2 separate regions of the Drosophila melanogaster genome follow, and region 2 is linked to region 1. The links are chromatin contacts, called in public targeted proximity ligation maps. All regions are on one chromosome and are shown on one strand. The core of a region is the stretch at or near the end of the contact, and the rest is flanking DNA. Distances in the headings are between cores, read along the strand shown.

Region 1 (3,902 bases), core at 591-3,090:
TAACACCATCGACTAGTGCAATGGCAACAAATACGGCAGTCGAGCTCTTTGATCTTTGATCCTAAAAGAAACACAAACCCCACAACCAAAGAAAATCCCCAACCCCTAAGACAATTCATAATTAGTGGAAGAGCGGGCAGGAAGAACAATCGATAGCATATAGATAACCCGCACAGATCATAAACTTTAGTTTTTGTGGGATATTTTTTCAAAATTTTCATTGGGGCTTTTTCCCTTTTTGTCGTTTGATGTTTTTCCCCCCAAAAACGGAAAATAAACAATGTTTGCAACTGGAATTTATTGTGCCAAAAAAATAAGAACTGCGTTTCATATAAATCGGTTTAGATATTATCGTATTGAATGTAGTTGTACATATATGTATATTGGTACCGTGTTTGTTTGTTTGTAAACATTGACAAGTTCCGTTGAAGTTGCGATTGCAGTTGTTGGAAAATTTGGAAAATCGAAAATGCCGCGCTGTCTGTTTCGGGTTTTCTCAGCTTTTACCAGCTTTGCAGCTCGCTCTGTATATTGTATATCTGCTGTTTGTGTTCTTTAATGTCTAGGCCTTTGTTTTTCTTGTTGAAACAAAATACCCATAAAAATTTGAAAAACATCATTTTTTTCTTCTTTCTTGTTGCCTTGAATTTGGTTTCCTTGGGGCATATTAAAAATGAATTTATTTGCTTTTAGCCAGAATATCGCAGTGGTGAGGCGAAGCAACCGACCAATTCTCGGTTATCTGGGACATACGATTGATCTCAGTTCCGTTTGGCATTGTTTTGCCTCTCTTTTTCGTCCGCATAGTGCTTTCCTTGTCGCACTCACCCGAATGTGAGAGTTTTCGTTTGATCATCAAGTTTATGGCTTGCAATTGTTATTGGGGATTTCCATCGATTGACTTTGGCCTGTCCATATAAATTTGTATTCTCCTGTTGATCGTTTGCTAAATAAACATTTTTACTCACTGCTAGTGTGGATGGAAAAAACAACAACAGCCGCGATAGCTGCCAAACGTTTCTCACTTTCGAGTCAAATAATCGCGGCTATAAAGTTATGTCGGAAACATATATGTATATATTCTGATGGAAATTTTCATGTTCTTGGAAGTGCATTTCAAGCTGGAAATTTCGTAGAATATTGTGTAAAACATATATTTTTATCAGCAGATTTTTTTTTTTTGGCTAAATCAAGTTACAGTGTAAGAGTATGCATGCACTTGTGGGTTTTTCGGCTGCAAATAATCAAGTTGGCACAAAAACACGTTTATCGTTAAGCAAGATGGTCGAAAGTAAATAAAAATCAAACAAAATTTTAAAATTGAATTTACTGCATCACGAAGAGAACTCTAGCATGCCATCCTAATCTAAACCCTTAACGATTTGATCTTACCGATCAAAATCTCCTTTGCACACTTAAAGCTCGGTCAATTTACTGAAATTGTTGTAAACTACGAATGCTGATGTACATTATGAATAAATGCAATTAGACAAAGTGTCCGTCCATGTCCGCCCACCATCAATTTAGAGAACAATTAAACAAGAGATCTCGCAAAGAAGGCTGGTGAATTGGTTTTGTATGTGTTGTGAGATTTCCATGGGCTAATTGAATGGAATTAAAAATGAAAGAACCAAATTAAAGACAGCACTTGGCGACACAAATTGAGAGAGGGGAGCCGTCAGCTCGAAATGTTTCCTAGAATTCCGGACTTTATCGGCAATGAGTCAAGAATGTTTGCCAGCAACCATGGCCTATCTACTGTTAGTGAGTATATATTGCATATATGTACATATGTATGCATAACTATCGCAGGGTCAAGCTGTCTGCTGGACTTTTGAGGGCTACTAGACAGCGGGTTGCCTTTGTAATCAGCCATTGAATTTCACTACCTGTTGCAGTGTGACTCAGTCCAGTTCGAAAAATCCAGACTGAGTCCCCTTCGAAAAATCAGTGCAGAAATTATTGAAGGGGGAGACAAGATCTCGGCGCGGCTTGAGAAATATTTTTTTTTGCCAAAAAAAAAAAGAAAGAAATATTAAATGGGGGAAAAAGAGAAACCGAACAGAAGGAGCGATTTTTTGGACCGATTTTTCCCACGCCACAGACGCCAAGCGAGCAGAGTCCTTGATCGTCCGCAGATTGGGGGAGTGGAGAGGGGTCAAAAGCCGCCAAAGGACTCAACAAGTCGGACATGACCGCGGCCAAAAGAGAGGGTATGCGATCTTTTCATTAGGATCATTAGCAGGTAAAAGCTGCAGGACACAGACATATTGTGTGTTGTTAATCTTTCGGCAGTCCTCGCCTTCGCTTGTGCTTGTGTGCGAGTGAGTATCTGTGTAATTTGAGTCTTTTTAACATCCCATTTAAGCGCAAAGCATTAATATATGTTTGCATATGGACTTGTATTTGGAATCTGTCAAAATAACACAACGAACAATTCAAGTTCAAGTGCGTGGGAATTTTATTTTCTGCGAATTTCGCTTTCTGTGAGAATGGGACACAAAAGAAGTTCATAGAGGGTTTAAATGTGGTACAGCAATTAAAATGATAAAAGTTTTAGAAATTTTAATTAAATCAAACGTTTAGAGTTGTTAAATCGTAAAGGAAATACTTTCCTTTTGATCGTTATTAATGCTTTCATTTTTTTTTTTTGAATGCAATGCATCATCTTTTAATTGATATTATTGCTGGACCCTTCCAATTGAGGACCCTTCACTTTCATATCCTTCTCAAAATTTCACTCTCTTGATATTGGGATTTTCTACACCGTATTTGCACCCTTAATCCCCAGCAAATGCCATAAATATAATCCGCTTTATGCGCACTTCGTGCGTAAATCATTCTCTCGTGCAGTTGGCTAAATAAATATTCCCATAATTATGGAACACACCTGAGGTGCAACACTTTTCATGTCCATTGATTGTCGAATGGGGGCTACTACCTACCTTTCAAATTGGGCAATTAATTTGCGTTTCCCTGCCCTTTGCCGACGGAACAATCGGTCAAATTGGGTTCGATCGTTTTGCACCCTGTAGACGTGACGCACTGCATCTCCACGTATCTCGAAGAATCTCAACTGCAGCATGCAACTCACTCGCACACACACACACACACACACATGCCATTTAAGTGTTGAGTGTGTAATTTTATATTTCCGGTGTAGTAAGTTTCGTACGACAACTCCTCGGTTCTTTCTTTTCCCCCCCCCCCCATTTTTTTTTTATTTTTTCACCAGGGTCGCACAGCTCCCTCTTCTTCTTGTTAGCCAGCGCACTTCTCTTTTACACTTGCTTCGCCCCGTCTCTTTCTACTTTTGCTGTTTCAGCTGCAAAAGTGCAACAAGAAGAAGCCGATCGTCTCGCTGATTTTTTCCTATATGGCCTTTTATTTTTTTGTATTTTTTCTTTTTCGAACGTCGTCAACAACATACAATTCCTGCAATTATTTTTATATCGAAAACTCCCCGCACACACACGATACACACACACACACACACGCTCACTCCCCCTTTTCAAGATTCCAACTCCAACTCCATGCCTCCTGTCATGCATACGTATTTATTTATACTCGAATGTGTATTTTGTCGTAATTTGGCTGCACATTATTTGATTTATTTGCTTTCAATATAATTTTCAGTTGGTCTGTCCGTCCGCCATTCTCTTTCCATTTTTTATCGAGAATTTTAAGTTTGTTTTCCTCGTTTTTTTTTTCGATATTAAGGAAACTTAAGGTGCATTTACAGAATTCGAAGAAATGTTGTGATCTCGAAAATATGTAGAAGAATATATATGTGAATTTGTTCTTTAAAAATTCTTAATCAAAAAGCGTGTTAAATATTTAAAAATATACTTTTAAAGATAACATCACTAGTAAATGAATAAATAGATAAAAATGAATAAAAT
Region 2 (4,077 bases), core at 1,493-3,992, 550 kb before region 1:
TGCAGCTGCTGTTGCTGTTGTTGCTGTTGTTGCTGTTGTTGCTGTTGTTGCTGTTGCTGCTGCTGCTGCTGCTGCTTTTGTTGTGGATGTGGATGTTGGTGTTGCCATGACGTTTCGCTGCTTTTTAATAGTTTTATTTCATTTGCGATTCAAAGACCTTTTTCTAATGCGCAAAAAACATATTCTCTTTGCGCTGGATCACCACTTGGAGTGTCACGTACATCGTGTCTAAAGTTTTATTGATCCTACCCTCATTTTTGGCTTTGTTCTCAGCTGATAGTTTTGTATGGGAGTTTTTGTGGTACGCACAACGCATAATTTTTGAATCAAATTGCAATTTTCGTGGCTGCCAGAAGAGGAAGATCACAGAGGTAAACTCCCCTTCTTAACTTCTTTTTTTTTTTCGGATTTTTTCCTTTGGATCGACTGAGTGGCTGTTGCGCTTGCAGGTGAAATTGTGTGCAGCGTAACATATTATTAAATTGCCTTGATTATGGCCAGAGAGCCATCGCTCGGAGCTCCAAAGTCGGGCTGGTCAGAAAAAAAAAATAGCCAATTTGAAACCGCCCGAGTATTTCCTGTCGTGTTGCCGCTGTTCCTCTCCGCTGACCGGCAATTAAAGTGTGTAAACATGGCCGACAGAGCCGGCCAAAAAGTGAGCTAAATCGACTGTCGGAGTGGCAGACGTTTGATCATAAATCTTAGAGTGCTGCCAAAAATAGAGTCATTCTTTTGGGGGGCTACAAATGGAATGGACTCGATTCAATTCAATTCGATCCGATGCGATGCGATCCGATCCAATGGATGGATGGATGCATGGCTGCTTGAGCATGTTCAGAACAGCAGAACAGGAACGAAAAGAGCGATAAAGACCAAAAATAAACCCGCCACACACATGCAGCAGACAACAAAGAAATCGGCTGCCACGAAGGAGCCTCAAAAATGGTGAGGTACTGCATTCGAAAGCAAAAGAAAACTATTTTTGTAGCACCGATCTGGAAATACTCTGGCATATGTCGGGAAGTTCATTAGAGTTCGGTAATTAAAGGTGATTGATATTGTGGAGTAAATAAAGGCACAACTATTTTAAGGATCAATATGTTTAATGTCATTTAAGCGGCCAGTGAGAACTGATTTTAAGTGGTAAGGGAAATCTTTTAGCCGCAGTGTAATCCCCCTCTATGGGTAACCTCATATGTGAGCATTTTGGTTCCATTACTGGAGTTTCATTTCATTCACGGGATTACCTTATCGTTATTATCGCTTATTGGTAACGCCACAAAGTAAGGGTATCGAAAGGGTTTTGCCGCTCTAATGATTGATCTACGATTAGTTGAGCAAATGGAGGTTCTTTCAAATGCCCTCTGGAGTGGTGGGTATTCGGGTTGGAATCGATCCGAACCGAACTGAGGCGTTTATATGGGTCAATAGACTGACGATCGATTGATAATGGCTTGTCAGATAATTGTTGTGCCAGTTTTTCCCTATTTCCAATTTACTTCTTTGGCTTTTTTATCATAAATAGAACTTATAGATGGAGTTTCTTAATCAACTTTCAGGAAAGTAGGGAACCTCTCGTTTAGATTTATTTATTATTATAAAATAGGCGATAGCTTGGTTTAGTTACTTTATTTCCTTGCTTTTGGTCGATGTGTTTATTATGTCATAACGATTTTAGTCACGCATCTGTGTCGACAATTTTCATAACTTTTTCTTTATTGTTTTGCTTTCTTAGCTTTTCTTTTCTGCTTTGTTTCTGCTGCGTTTGCTTTTAGCACCTGCAAAATGTAACGCTTTGGTTTTTCTACACACACTTTTCACTCGCCTTTCATTTGGCCAAATTATGTCACATTTTGTTTAAATGCTTATTTAAACAGCGCCAAAAAGTTTCAATTTCCGTTTGCTCATTAGGCCGAGGCGTGCTGTTGGTTTTGGGACGTTTCGAAGCAGTTTAGAGGGGAATTGGTAGGTGAAGGAGGGCCAACATAATTAAGCGCTTTCCGACCAACTACGGGCCGACAGAGGAACCGCCCACACGCAGCGGTAGAAATAACTTAATGCCCCATCAAACTAGCTGCGATTTCGTTTCGCCTTTGCTGCTGCACATGCAAATACCCTGGAATATGGCAAAAAACAAAGCAGCGAAGAATGCCAAGTGATAATGTTTACAATTACGTGAAAACCAACTCTAAACATAAGTGTAAAGTGTAAACTATGAATAAAGAAGTAAAAATACATTTCCACAAGGGTAACATCTAGTCTTGTTTCTATCACTACGAGTATTACTTTATTCTCTTTGCGGATGATTTATTCTTCCCTTCTAATATTTTTTGGGTGCTAATGAGTTTAACAACCTGTGGCCAACACTGCGCCACTTGCTTCTTATCAAAGTCCAAAAGTGTTATCGCAATATAAAAAAAAAAGTGCATATCAAACTTGTGAACCCATGACATCATATACACACAGCTAAAAGAATAGATGATGAAATGGTTATGGCACATGCAGTACTTCAGTGTCTTATTTTTGCTGACCGTTCCCAGATCCATTTAGAGGGGCAGAATAATTAAATGCCATCTATTGAGAAGATGGTGATGTTGATGATGAAGATGATGATCATGGGAGAATGGTTTCTATAGTCGGGCAAGCAAATATCGTTCCCTTCATTCTCCACTGTTTATTTCTTCTATCTATAAGCTTGTCATTAGTTTCATAATCACGCATACTGGCAGCAAAAAGTCGTGCGCAGCTCAACCCAGCACTTGGCATTTGTTTATTAAAATTGCTGAAAGCAACGCGAGCGATAATGACGTTTGGCCATAAAAACGAAGAAATTAGCATATTCATGCTTTCATTACGATGACAAACTGCAGGGAGGCGGTGATGGGAGCAGTTCGGTTTTCTATGCCACTAATGCATCCCAGCCAAAAGTGAGACAAAACAATGCACCAAATCGGAGCAGACAACTTGGTAATGGAGGCTACTGCAGAAATAGAAACACTCCACGAATGAAAAGCGAAATGGGTTGTTTCTCCATCTTGGCACTCCGCGTGCTTTTTTTATTTTTAGACAAAATAAAAACGAGGAGGGTAAAAACTAAAAACGAATACTACTGTCAGTCGGCAAAGGAAAATCCATAAACTTAGGAACATAATGTAGCCAAAGCTTGAGGAAATCTAGCCACGCAACGATCAAAGGGTTCCGAAAATACTCTTCTCGGCCAATAGAAGTTTACAGCGCTGAGAACTAAAAGCTAACAATATATAAAGTGAATTCCAAAGAAAATATAAATTGTCTTTATATTTATAGTTAAGATAAGATATAAGTATAGACTTCCTGACTTACATTCTCTTTAATCGAGATATTTATTTATAGCTTTAGAATGTTGATACGAAACCAGATATTTGGTAGGCTTACAAATAATCCGATAAATAGATAAATACTATTTATTCATACTAGTTTGGATGTCTAGATATATTCACCATACCTCTTTTTGCATAGAGTCTTTGCAAAAAAAAAAAAACGTGCTCAAGAGCAGCTCAGACGTTTGCTTTTGCCAAGTAAACTAAATACACTTTTTTTTTTTGCTGCCCTGGCCGTCTGTTTGTTTGTTTAATTTTAGTCAGCTTTGTTTTGGTCGCCTGGGTGCGATGGAGTAGTGCAAATTTGTTTGCCAAAAAAGCAGCTGGGAAAGGCAAGGCGATGGCAAAAATATTGTTCGAGACGTGCGGCTGCATAGGCAAACAAAAAAATCCAAAAACTGGCAAGATCAGGGAGCAGTGCCGGACAAAAAAGTATAGCTTTCATTGTTCAGTTTAGACATGTGTTTTGTAAGAAAAATACAATACAATATAAGACCAAACTACCAGCGACGCCAAACAAGCTTTTAAATGAAATTTCTGCTGATTATGTAACAAACTGAAAGCGAGTGTGGGACAAAGAAAGAGCTATCTTTGTTGTTTTTCCAACCGGGTGCTTAAAGAAAAGTGGTTAAGAAATTGACGAGCGGCAATTTGCATAAATGGAATTAGTGAGCCGCCGCTAACAAGGCTTAAAAAACCCAGCCCAGACCCAAAAACT

The links.
Region 2: a contact with region 1 is called in a targeted proximity ligation map of the Kc167 cell line, with 4 times the contacts expected there.

What each region holds. Positions count from the first base shown.
Region 1 is chr3R:23,318,444-23,322,345 of dm6, reverse strand. All of the region lies in intron 3 of pnt (pointed), which reads left to right. Among named protein-coding and RNA genes, the nearest start is that of lncRNA:CR46090, 13 kb to the left of the region's middle.
Region 2 is chr3R:23,869,991-23,874,067 of dm6, reverse strand. The region is part of intron 2 of Pli (Pellino); the gene reads left to right. Among named protein-coding and RNA genes, the nearest start is that of snRNA:U1:95Ca, 12 kb to the right of the region's middle.